Regions from separate parts of the Rattus norvegicus genome. Here region 1 is linked to region 2. Evidence: chromatin contacts called from public Hi-C data. All regions are on one chromosome and are shown on one strand. Each heading gives the region's core, a stretch centred on a gene start, on an enhancer-like site or on the middle of the called end of the contact. The rest is flanking DNA. Distances are from core to core; before and after follow the strand shown. Region 1 holds the start of Xdh (xanthine dehydrogenase). Region 2 has its middle 38 kb from the start of Xdh.

What was found. A called contact is a pair of places that touch in the nucleus more often than the background predicts.
Region 1: a contact with region 2 is called in a Hi-C map of liver, with 4 times the contacts expected there. The contact joins the promoter of Xdh here to the enhancer-like site in region 2. A contact is called at or near these places in 2 of 12 Hi-C or Micro-C datasets (kidney and liver).

Annotation. Positions count from the first base shown.
Region 1 is chr6:27,277,367-27,283,986 of GRCr8, reverse strand. It overlaps Xdh (xanthine dehydrogenase), which reads right to left and starts at 1,668. Exons shown (of 36, transcript NM_017154.2): 1 at 1,601-1,668. The coding sequence starts at 1,642.
Region 2 is chr6:27,241,473-27,248,013 of GRCr8, reverse strand. No RefSeq gene overlaps it. Among named protein-coding and RNA genes, the nearest start is that of Xdh, 38 kb to the left of the region's middle. Within about 2 kb of position 2,228, at least 7 of the 93 cell types and tissues checked have an H3K27ac peak or open chromatin away from gene starts, as enhancers often do. A contact at or near this core is called in kidney and liver, where this site is marked.

The DNA.
Region 1 (6,620 bases), core at 419-2,918, 37 kb before region 2:
TCTGGTAGCTTCCCGAGAGCTCACACCTTTGTAAATGACAAACACGGCTGGCTATTCATCAAGAGAAACTGACAGAATCGAAGCTCCCAGGGATAGAAGGGATTGGTATGATGCTACTCTCTAAACATCTAAAAATCTCTTCTCTACAGTGCTAATAAAGCACAAGGAGAAGCAATTTCGGCCAAGCCAGCTCATCTCAAAAACACTCCTTTCACAGAGGCTAAGAGCAAGCTGTCCCCTCAGAAGAACAGTGGGGCACGCACAAATCAACAGCTTGATATACCTTAGGGTAAGACATGACCTTCAGAGCACTTTGAACCTGCCACCAGCTCCCTGAAGGGGCCAATTTATGAAAGGGCCAATGATGACGTCTGTGTGTACACAGTATTTCCAGAAAGTCCAGTTAACAGCTGTTTCTTTCACCTCTGTCACGTAAACGCTGAGCACAAAAGACATTTAAAATATCCAGTGCAAAAAGTCTTGCTACCACCAGCTTAGGCATTCCACCCTAGCTCGTGTCATGGTACCAACTGCCCAACTCAAAAGAACCATATATCAGAGAGATCCAGGAATCCAGGGATGGAATCACTCAAACCGAATCCACAGGCTTTGCGGTACTGGTGTTGGAATGACTCCTAAAGTTTCCGTGCTAGTTACCCAAGCAGATCCTGGCAGTCTAAGTCCTTAGGAATTCTCAGAAGCCCATGTTTATTCCTGCAAATTTCCTCAGAAGCTACTCAGGCTCTTCAATCATCACAAAAGTATCAACATAACAAGACAAGGAAAGTCTTTTCGGGGGGCATCCTTTGGTCCACTCGTGATTTATAATGTCCACGTAGCCAGTTACAGTGGGGGGAAATAATGGCTCCTCTCCTGTGATCTCAAGTGGGGGGAGGGGAGGGCTGAAGGGCCCCGAGTACCTTGAAGGGAATCAAGCAGCACCAGAGACAATAACTTGCTCCTTCTCTCCCTGCACTGAGTTGAAGTTGCAAAGATTCCTGGGCTATCAGGGATTTGTGGACCCCATAACCACTTTTCCTAAGTGGCATTTGCAATATTTACATATAGAACTGAGAGAAGGTGGCAGGGGCGGGGGGAGGGGGCTTTATGAAAAGAATAGTGACAATGATGGCTTGCCACAAGGTGTCAGTGTATGTCGCCACACGGTAAGTCAGTTCTAGCTGTTAAATCTGTGTACAGGATCATGTATCAGAATCAACGGCTATGTGTGTTTTATACCCTGGCATTAGCATAAAATGCATGTCTGTTGCTGTTCGTAGTAAAGAGAGCCATCAAAATACTAGGCTAGGCTTGCTTAAACACAGAAATAGAGAAGTGCTGGTGATTCCTCATCTCACCTAGACTCTGTTCCTTTTCCGTCTCTGAGCCAGTGTGTCCACTAGCACAGAGTAGATATCCCTCTCTCTTCTCTCTCCCTTCCTCCTTTGCTTTCTGAGTATCTTGCCTCTGTTTTTCTTGCTCAAAAGATACCAAACTACAGCAACACCTTCTAGGGGGTAAGATGAGAGCAGAACAAATCAAAGGGTCCACGTAAGAGAGACGACACATGTCCCTTCCCAGATAGCAGACCCCTGCTTACCTTTTTGCCATTCACAAAGAAGACCAACTCATCCGCAGTCATCGTGGCTGCTGGAGTCACTGAGCTCTTGAGAAGTAGTTGTAGATATCACTGCCCTGCAACTTGAAAGATACGCCTCCCAGCAAAATGAAACAAAGTTACCCAATGAGAAACAACCGGCTCCAGGCATGGACGGTTCTTGGCAAGAGTCACAGGTTTGCACAATCCAGGAAGGACGGGACAGCCACACGGCAAATCCTACTCTGCCCTCCTAGTCAAAGTGCACAGGCTTAGATTAGGGAGGCCCGCGTCTTGGCACCAGATGACTGTGAATTCTGGGCACCTGCCCTTGTGGAACCTGCTTCACCCTCCTCCCACTTACCATACCAGGAAGAGAGGGGGAAGGAGCCAGTTGTCAGCCAGCAAAGCTGATTCACTCTCTCCTCCTGTACACACTTGTTATTTTCCCAGTCTGGCTTACCCTGACACGGACTCGCCACTGGCGTGCTCAACTCATTCTCTCAGGGCCTGACAGAATGTGAAGGTCACAGACACGGATCCTCACGTCCAGACTCAAACCCTGACCTTTGACTACAGCCTGTCACTTACTGCCTGCAGAACTCAGCCATTTCATCTTGGAAAGGGACATCAAAATGATACCAAAAGCACAAAGCTAAAAAACAAACGGCCTCTCGGGTGTGCCTCATAAACTTGCAGAGAATGGAAATATTTATCATTCTTGAACAATCACTGCAACAATCCCGATAAATCATGTTCGAGACTTTCACAAAACCTGCCAAATTATCAGAGGTACTCACACACCAAACCATGTTTTAAACACCAAGGTAAATCAGAAAGCTAATACAACATCATCACAGTCTGTTAGCAGAACTGAGAACACCCCTCCCTCCTCCAACATCTGGTGTAAATGCCTATGCAGTGTCCACTCAGGCAATACCCGTGGGCTCTCCTGGCCCCAGCCCTCCCATCACTCCATTCCACCCACCCTCACATCAGCAGGCACTCTGTTCGTCCCCAGCCCTACGCTCACTCAGTCACATAGCCAACCTACAGGGGGACACTTCTCATAGCCCTGGAAGACCACAGAAAAGGAGAGAAGGAAATGAGTCAGATGTGCCTGGTACAACAACAACATCTTGAAAAACAGGACCCCTAGGACAGTCACATCATCAACACAACGCCCCCTCTGCTGGTGCAGCCCCGATAGAACCGAGAATGAACTTATGTGTCAGTCGATCAATATCCCAGTTTGCCCCCAGACTATGCTAGGGCTAGTGCAACAAATCCCAAGGCAAATGGAGATTCTGGTCATCATAAAACAGTACTTGTTGCTAGAGTCAAATGCCCTACAAAATGGGGTGCTAGTGACATGACTGGTAGAGCAGTTATTGTTGTTGTTGGTGGTGGTGGTGGTGGTGGCCGCGGCAGCGGCGGTGGTGGTATTTCTGAGACCAGGAAAAAAACATTCCAAGCCCAGGACAATCCTTTTCAATAAAGACTTGTCCAACCTAAAATGTCAGTCAAGCAGAAACAGAGAGATCATGGTCTGAAAGGAAAAGGGTGGGGAGAGGGACTAAGGCTGAACCTAAGGTGTGTTTTGTAACCCCTTTCCTCACACTCTTATGATTGATTGGCTCTTCTGTTCTCTGACCCACTTTCCTGAGCTTTGCCCTTTCACCTTGGCTATTCCTCCGCAGTCAAGGAAGCTATGAGGGCTGGACTTAGTGTTAGCTCCATCATCTTTGTAAAAGTCGCTGTCTTGGGTCCGGTGGCCACATTCACAGACACGGCTTACTATAACTACACTGCAAAATCAGTTCTCCCAAAAAGTAAAGAGGGTAAACTGTCCCAGCAGATGTTGGGCAAGTGCTGGATAAAGGATGTAGGAATGTGAAACTGAGGGGTTTATATCGCGCACAGTACCCCTCCCCTGCCATAGTCTGTAGGCACAAGCAACCTGACTGAGGCAGTGCAGGAACAGATGAAACTCCAAGAGGAGATGAGGAGGTTGGCTGGGGTTGAACTTAACCCTTGGGGAGTCGCCTGAGAAGGGAAAGACCAGCCCACAGACACAGCTCCAGAGAGAGAGAGAGCAGGACTCTGAAGTTGGGACATTCACACCACACATCACGCAGGACCCCATGGCTGGTGCTGCCAGAGGCTCCTTGGAACCACAGGGAGTAAACAGGTTGCAGCACTGGCTAGGAGTAGTAGACCTAAGACAACAGACTGTGGCCATAGCTGAAATGTGGTAAGGAAACCGGAAGCAGGGAGGTTCTCAACACTCCCCACCCTGACCACAGCTGAGAAAAGCTACGTGGATGACAGGAAGCCTGTGGTGGAACTTGTTGCAATGCACTGATAGACCTGTAGATACGGGGTTGGGGCTTTCTCCTAACTAATAACTGACCAAGAAACATTGACTGAGAACATATTTATTTTTGTTCATTGCTCATTTGCATTCATGTTTTTATTTATCTATTTATTTTTTCTGTTTTCTATATATCTTATTTAGGTTTTTTTTTAATTCTTTAAATTTTTTTCTCTTAGTGTGTATACTTTTGTATTTTAAGTTCAGGTGATGTGGCTTGTATCTTGCTGATGAAAGCTCTTATGTTTTCCTTTTCCCTAAATTTAATGTAACATTTTCTTTACTGCTTTTTGTATATCTAACCCATGTACTTGATTTAATTCTTACCCCATCCCGTCCTATCCCATCATCCACACCCCTTCACTTTACTACTTAAATATGCAGCATTCTCCCCCAATGAGAACCCTAGTTCTTCTGTCTTTAGACTTTCTAGGAAACACCAGAGAAGAGCATGGTGTCTTCCAAGGCTAACGGGGGCTTATGTTGACCCATAATAACTTTCATTGCAGCCAGCTTTGGTGATAATAAATCTAAGTGAGAACGAGCTACCAAAAATAAACAAGGATAGGCATAAGCCAAGATAGAAACCATGGGGAAGGGGAAAGAGCTGCAAACCAGAAGACAGGTACTCCCCAAGAGACGCACAAAGCATAACAAAGAGACACAAAAGGCATGAGAAGATTCCATTATGACAGCCCATAGGCTGACATTTTCTTAACAATAGAAATCAAATTTTTTTCAAAGGCCAAACAGAGGATGCAAATAAACAGATAAGGAGCTTAGCTTAAGTTGTGAAATTGCTTCAAGACATAGAGAGAAAGTAACACAAGATCTGATGTCAGTACCATAAATGCATAGAATGATATATCTGAATCCTTAAAAGAAATAATTGTTAGCCAAAATTGCTGTACTCTGAAAACACATGAAGGAATAAGAGTATCTCAAAAGAATACAAGCATATATGTGCTAATAAACAATCATAATCCATAGTAACTAGGCCAGCACTAAGAGCAATTAAGGATTATTACACACAGAGAAAGAAGAAAGACAGTTTCACACATAAGAAAACAGGAAAGAATATAGTTGGCATGGCTATAAGCATCAGTAACTTGGAGAAAATTTTAAAATATGGAAGAAAAAAATCACCAAGGAAATGCAGGTTCCATACAAGGAACAAGGGGGATTCCGGAAATGAGAGCATCAATCAGGTAACAAGGAACCAGCAGAGCATCATCCACAAATGCCACCAAGCAGAAGAATTCATCTCAAGAATTCATGCCAAGGTTGAGACAGTAATGCACACAGACATATGAGAAAAATGGGCCAGGGAGATTTCTCAGTGACTAGAATGCTTGTGTGAGTATAGGCTTTGGGTCCCCAGGGCCCACAGAAGTGACAAATGGGCGTACAACTGTAACTCCAGCCTGAGATGGCAGAAACAGAAACTCTTCAGAGAGAGCTATCTAGCAAGGCTAGCCATACTGACACGTTCTGGGCCTGATTTTGACACCAATGGACTCCACCACGCATGTACATACACCCAAGACCCAAGAGAACAAAGTCAAGACTACATGGGATTGAAGAAGATGACAAACAATCATATATCTCAGACAACCTAGTCAAGGAAATTTTAGCCAAGAACTGCCTGAATCTAGAAGGGCAGACATCCAAATAGAGGAAGCCTTCAGAACCCCAAGCAGTCAGGACCAGAGAAGACTCTCTCCAAAATGTATCATACTCAAAATATCAAAAATACATAGCAAAGAAACCATAAGAGGAAAATGCTCACCCACAGAGGCATAGACATAAGAGTAATATCAGGTCTGATGTCAGCAACTGTACCAGCATAGAATGATACACTGAATCCTCAAAAGAAATTATTGTTAGCCAGAATTGCTATACTCTGAAAACAGATAAAGAAATAAGGATATCTCAAAACAACACAAGCACATACATACACTAAATAAATAATGATATATTTCATAATAACTAGGTCACCACTAAGAACAATCTTTAAGGATTATTATGCAGAGAGAAAGACAGTTTCACACATGTGAACACAGGAAAGGATAGATTCTATGAAAGGAATAGACAAACATAGGAGACCTAGGAAAGAATCAATCACATCCAACACAGCAAACTTCCAACACTGCCAGGAACAGAAAAAGGGAATTGCCAATCATCCCACCAACAAGAGCAATAGGCAACAAAATCATAAACAATGGCAAACCCTTCTTAATTATAGCCTTGAATATCAATGGCCTTAAGACAGTAATTAAAAGACACAGACTAATGGAGTGGATTAAAAAAATCCAATTACCTGTGGTCTCCAAGAAACTGACATAGTGAGGGGAGGAACTGGGAGTCAAAGTTTAGAAAGCAAATGATTTAGGGCTGGAAAGATGGCTTAGCAGTTAAGAGCACTGACTGCTCTTCCAAAGGTCCTGAGTTCAATTTCCACAACCACATGGTGGCTCACAACCATCTGTAATGGGATCTGACTGCGACAGTAAATTTATATATATAAAACAAATAAATCTTTTTTAAAAATACAGAAGTACCTCAATTAAATAACCCAAGGAGTAACTTCAGGACTCCTAGAAATAAAGAAAAAAGCCTACTCCAAATACAGCAAGCAGAAATAGATTT
Region 2 (6,541 bases), core at 979-3,478:
TTGTGTCTTGCTTTATACGTCACATTGGGCTGATTTGTTGATGGGCACCTGGGCCCCTTCCACATCTTGACTGTTGTGAAAAAGGCTGCTATATTCTCTGTGCTTTATTTACTATAAATTTTGCTGTTCGTGACACTGAGAAAAACATTAGTCCAAAACTCTTTCTTTTCCCTTTTTCTTTTTCTCCCTGCCCTGCACAATATGCTTTCTACCGATTAAAACTTCCTGGCTCTGAATGAGGCACTTAAAAGCCTTATCCACCTGGTGTCAAAGTTCTCACGAGTTATGCCTTCCGCCCTCTCAGGCATCTGGCAGCCATATAGAAACTTCTAGAGAGACCTGCTCCTCTTTCCCCGCTCAGCCTTTCTTTGTCTATAACCAACTTCAAATATCCATGCACACTCTCAGGGGGTGTCCCTGGTAACCCAGTGACAGAGTTTAAGGGTCTTTTTTTCATCCCAATTGGATAAAAAATATGCTCTCTTCTTAAAAGGAAGCGGTTTTCATCGCGTGTTTAAAATATTGCGATTGAAGCCTTTACTGGGTTGAAATTTTACTGCTCTCCATTACGAATCCTCTAAGGGTGATGAGCGAAGAGAGTGAGGCACCCTGCTTTCATGGAGAGACAGAGAGGCATGAGTTGGCACGACCTCAAGCTGTGTTTGTGAGAAGAAAGTATACAGATGCCCTTAAGATTGAGAAATCACACTGGCCGGTCCCATCACACAAGGCGGGAGGGAAGGTCTAGATCTAGAGCAGCAGAAAGCCCCAGCATCCACCACCGGAAGGCCTTATTGACACCTTCCCAGAGGACAAACTGCATATGAAGACATTAACACCCTTGCTCTGTGTACGGGACCTAAAGCTCACATCACAGTCTCCAGCTCCAGGCAGACTCCTCTTCCTCCCTTAACCCAGCTTACAACTTTCGGTTGCAGGGAATCGTTCTCCAGAGCCCTCGCCACCCCACCTCATTTCTCTAACCTTCTGGATTTAAATAAAAGCAGACCACACTGGCCCCTTCCCCTTACAAGCAGTCAGTACCCTCCCCCGCTCCCTCAGTTGTAGCTGGTGAAGGATAAGAAACCTCTCTTTCCTGGTCATTGTTGAACCCAAACCTGCCCTTTCACAGAATTCTGATATTTGGAGCATTGTCACCTTTTTCTATTCTCCTCCTTGCTTTAGTTTGCTTTGGTTCATACCTGGAGCTCAGGCTCTTCCCCTAAACTCTCAAAGCAAAGCATGGCTCACTCACTCGAACAGGTATAAAGAGTAGGTTTTACAAAGATCCCAGAATGCTAACAAGAAGGTCACAACCCTTACAAGCTCCCCAGAACTGGATACAAAGGATTTTGCCGCCTCCCTTTCTCCACTCTATAGGTCTTGTTAGGTTCTTTCCCTGACATATATTTGGTTATGGAAGGAAAAAAGAGGGATAGAGAGGTCTGTCCCCTTGCTCCCCTGGAACCACCCAAAGTTGTGTTTCCACTGTGCCTTCTTCAGTTACACCAGCTAACCCAAGTTCTCCACTGATCATTTTTAATGTCAAAAAGCAAAATAGTATGTTAAGATGCCTCCCCACCACCCCTTCTCTAAGAGGCAGAAAATCGTCTTAGTCATCAAACTCAAGCCTGCTCAGATCTAACCTTCACTCCAGTGCTACGCACCTTTTTAAAGACCGTGAGAGTCAGCTGCAAATCAGGGCAAAGTCCTATGCAAAATGTAAACCCTGCAAGACGAGCCTCTCATTGGCAGGACACCTACAGAAGTGAGATCTGCAGCTGACACTTTCTCCCCTAGCCTCCAGCCCTTCCATGTTTAGATTAGAAAGGAAGCTGGTTTGCTCAGAATCATAGAACTTGGGAAGTCAGAGACAGTATTTTAGAGAGTCCATCCAAGCACGATGTAGGAAAGTTGAGAAGCCAGAGCCCTTCGTTAGTCCGGTCCTGGGACTAGTCCCTTCCTGATGTAGCTCTTCCTTCGTTTCCTGAAGCCCACTCACTGAATATGGTTGAAACGAGTTCTCGTGTGAGTGGAGGACCCTTAGAGAAGTGCTGGTCGAGCTGGCACCTGCATTTAGTCACCTTGGCAGTGCATTCCACACTATAAATTATTAACCTAGCATTTTGGTTTCGTAAATTCTCTCCTTGAAAGGCTTGTTAGTGTGAATCAGCACTCCAGCCACATCAGCCTTAACGCAGGTCCTATCAAAGGCCTGGCGCACACGCCAAGGTAAATGTCACGTGGTATTGCCTCCTTCGTGCTGAGCCAGCTAGTCCTTCCCAGACAACTCCCCTCCTCCAGTTCCCCAAGTCCAACTGTTCATTCCAAGGAAATAGAAACATCTTTAAAACCTCAAGCCAGGAGGGAATTAATTCAGAGAATTAGGTCTTTTGAAGTTCATTGAAAGGACTTAGGGATCAGGTTCCAAATTGGTCATCCTTAAAATTCCCTAGAGAAAGAAAACGGGTCCTTTATGAGAACCGTTCCTCAACACCATAACCGTAGACACGGAAGCAGAAATCTGGCACCCTGTCAACTGCCTCCCATACCCAGAAAACCAGAGACTAGACAACCCAGTCTCTAATTAAGATTCAAAGTTAGATCGAGAAGCTGTGAACAACATCAATCTTTCTCCACTCCTGGGAAGATGGAGACTGAGCCCTAACGCCATCTGTAGGATTTTCATGTGTTTCTACGACCATTTTTTCAGGGAGGGAGGATAGAGGAGTAGCTTCAATTCACTTTTAACTTTGTGTGTGTGTGTGTGTGTGTGTGTGTGTGTGTGTGTGTGTGTACATGTGTGGGTAGGTGAACGTGTGGGCATATGTCCATGGGGGTGAGAAGAAAACCTCAGATGTTAGCCTTAGGAACACCATCCACCTCTTTTGAAACAGTCTCTCTCACTGGCCTGGAGCACACTAGGGATGCTCCCACCTCCCCTTCTCCAGCACTGGAATTACAAGTGTCATCCCGTTAACCCTCAGTCAGGTTTTTCATGATGTTACCATCAAGGTGTTGTCTGGGGCTGACACTATCATGAGCATGGCTGGAAATGATGCTTCCACTGCTGAGATATGGCAGTCACTGGGCTTGTCACTGCAGACCTCAACTCCTTACCATGCAGATTGGTCCAAAAAGAAAGCCTGTGTATTTTCATGACAAGCAGCTTGTCCCAGAGCAGGAGACTGTATACAGCAACTCAGCATTATTCTTCTACTACACTGAGTCATCATGAGTAACCACTCTCAAGGGATAAGAAATGAAGAGGAAAAGTATAATGTAAAGATGAAGAAAGATGGGGTGGTTTGTGATATTAGATGTTGTGACTGTGTGACTGTGTGTGTGTGTGTGTGTGTGTGTGTGTGTGTGTGTGTGTGTGTGAAGAAAGAAATTAAAATGTCTACAAACATTTGACCCATGGCACAAAATATCATTTAACAAGAGGTGAAGAAGTTGAGAGGGCAGAAAAATCAAGTTCTGCCTTGGCCTGTTATGGTTATGATTAAAGACTGTTGAGCTCATTTACTGAGTGAACAAATATGCCTACGAGTTTGGAGAAAAGACATGAGGAAACTTGAGATACGAATATCGGGATTAAGAAAAATGGCAAATTAAATCATGCCATTCAGAGATCTGAGATTTCTTGGGAAGTACGAAGAAAATAGGTCTTGACACTAAGTCCTAGGAAACTCCAAATTTCATCATGTAAGTTGGTTAAGAACCATAAGGAAGACTAAGAAGACTTGACCAAAAAGGTAACGGGGGGAGGGGGGAAAGGAATGTGGATTCTGAGCGCCAAAGCAATTCAGTTTTGAGAAGCGAGTGTTATTGAACGTTGACTCAGATAAGAGTCATTATGAGTAACCACTGTCAAGGGATAAGCATTGGTGGTAACAAGCAACTTGGGGGTGAAAGGGTTTATTGGCTTCTACTTCCACACTGCAGTCCCACACTGAAGGAAGTCAAGGCAGGAACTCAAGTAGGGCAGGATGCTGGAGGCAGGAGCTGATGCAGAGGCCACAGAGAGCTGCTGCTTACTGGCTTGGTCCTCACGGCTTGCTCAGCTGTTTTCTTATAGAACCCAGGACCACCAGCTCAGGGGTGGCTCCACCCACAATGGGCGGGGCCCTCCTCCATCAATCACTAATTAAGAAAATGTCCACAGCCCTGTTTCATGGGAGCATTTTCTCAACTGAGGTTCCTTCTTCCACTCAGATGACTTTAGCTTATGTCAAGTTGACAGAAAACTGTCCAGCACGATGGATATCATTGATGCCCTCCCCAAACATGGTTGCTGTGGAGGTATGGGTTATAGAGAGCTGAGGAGAAAATCAGAAATAGAATATGGAGAAATAAAACAGACACAGGCTTTTCCAAGAGTGTTGTGACCAAGTGGCCAGAAATGTGGAACAGTAATTTGAACTGACTTGGGACTTGGGTCTATTTCTGAAAGGAGGGATCCTATGCAGAGGCAGGATCTGTGACAGGAGAGAGACTGTTGCAAGTGGCTGACGGATTTTGTGGTGGGACAGTATGGAGACACTGTTTCTGGTTTGTCCCTGAGAGAGGCACCCAAGTTGTCTGAGCTTGCAAGGCCCAAGGAGATTCATGATGTTTCAAATAACAAAAAAACAATGCCAACAACAAAACAGAGCAGTTTCCCACACGCCCTATGCTGTAATTGCTTGATTGGGTGCTTTTCTTGGGGGCTGTTCGCTCAGTAAAAATAAGATGGCACTTGATTTGCTCAACACTGGGTCTCCAGTGCTTGGAGAATTAATTGTGGAAAGGCAGTAAGGTAAGTTTAATTAACCACTTACTCCAACCAATCGTAAGAAACAAACACCAGCCTTTTACTTACGTGACTTATCGTGACTATCAGTCCTCGTGGCGGCTCTATAAACCCAGTACTCTTCTTATCCCCCATTTTGGGTAAACTGAGGCACAGAGAGATGAAGCAATGTATCATCTCTGTGTCACTATAACATAATACCTGACCCAGGCTGTGGGGGTCAGGGAGTGGGGGGTGGGTAGACAGAGAGAGACAGAGACAGAGATCTATGATTTTGGAGCTTGAATATCCCAGGTTCAGCTGGATGATCTGACTGGTTGGCCTCTGATGTGGCCAGTGGATGGCAGAGTGTCATGGTGAATGGGTGCATTGGAATAAGGAGTTAACTCTCTGGCGGGAATCAGAGATCCGGTATCCCACAAACCTTTTGAAGAGTGTGTCCCCAACTGACCTAAGAGCCTCTTATTTGGCTCCACCTCTTAAAGGTTCCACGCCACTTTCCTTAGGAACCCAGCTATTAACCAAAATGGACATGGGACCCTTGGGAGGCACTAGAACCACATCCAGAGCATAGCAAGTAATTTGCCTGTGGCTCCAGAATTAGCGAGTAGAAGCACCGAGATTCTAATCCAGGTAGCCCAGCTCCAAGGTCTGCTGCTTAAGTCCTAGCCTGATGTGTTACTGTGACCTGCCTGTCTCTTCCCCTACAAGGTGTAATAGGGCACTGATTAAACACCTGGAAAACACCAGCCCTCCCCAGAATAGGAATTGGGGGGCAAGGATCCTTCCCTTGTTCTCATTCACTCTCCAAGAGGGTGTTCTCCTACTCTAGAGACCACTGCTGTCTTTGTCTTATCTGTTTTTGCACAGGAGAGCATTTCTAAAAGCAACTAAGTCCTCTGTAGGCAAATCCCCAACTGGTTCTGCTTGGAACAATGTCTGAAGTTCACGGTGGGCTCAGATATGAGCAGACAGAGGAACTGAGTCATCAATTTCAGTGAGAAAGAAGGCGGAATCCGGAACGGTCACCAAAGGGTCAGCAGTTGCTCAGAGACTGGAAAGGTGCATAGAGACTTGTGGGTAGACAAGGAGAGAAAAGGCTGCTGGACTGAGGTAGGTGGAGCCCCAGACACAAAGGCTGGTAAGAGACGGCACAGCTTCCGGTGGTGGGGCCTTGCAATGTAGCTAAACTGAATCGTATACTCTTTTATTTTGGTTTTTTGTTTGTTTGTTTGTTTGTTTGTTTGTTTTTAGACAGCATGTCTAAATATGTTCTATGCTGTCCTTGAGTTTGTCATGTAGCCAAGGATAGCCTTCAACTTTGATTCTCTGCCTTCATCTCTGAAGTATTAGCTTTATAGGTATTTCCCACCATGCATGTTTATACAGGACTGGTGCCCAAACCCAGGGCTTTCTACATGCAAACAAGCATTCTACCAACTGAGCTATTACGCCAAGGCATTTGACCTTGAGGGAGACCCTGGGGTGAGTCTATGCTCTTATCCTTATTCACAATTCAATCAGCAGTAGGGTCAAAGGCCGAAGGTCTCCCTCTGCCTCCTATTCAGTGCTTATGGCAAGAACCTCCCTGGACTCACTAATCTATTGGAGGAGGCTAAACTGAACTACAAAGACATCAGTGCAGCCGGAGAAAACGGCAAACAGCTCAATAGCCATTAGCACGCTCAGAACCGCCCACGACTCAGAAACCCCTCAAGTTCACAGCCACTGACTGAGCTCTGCCAC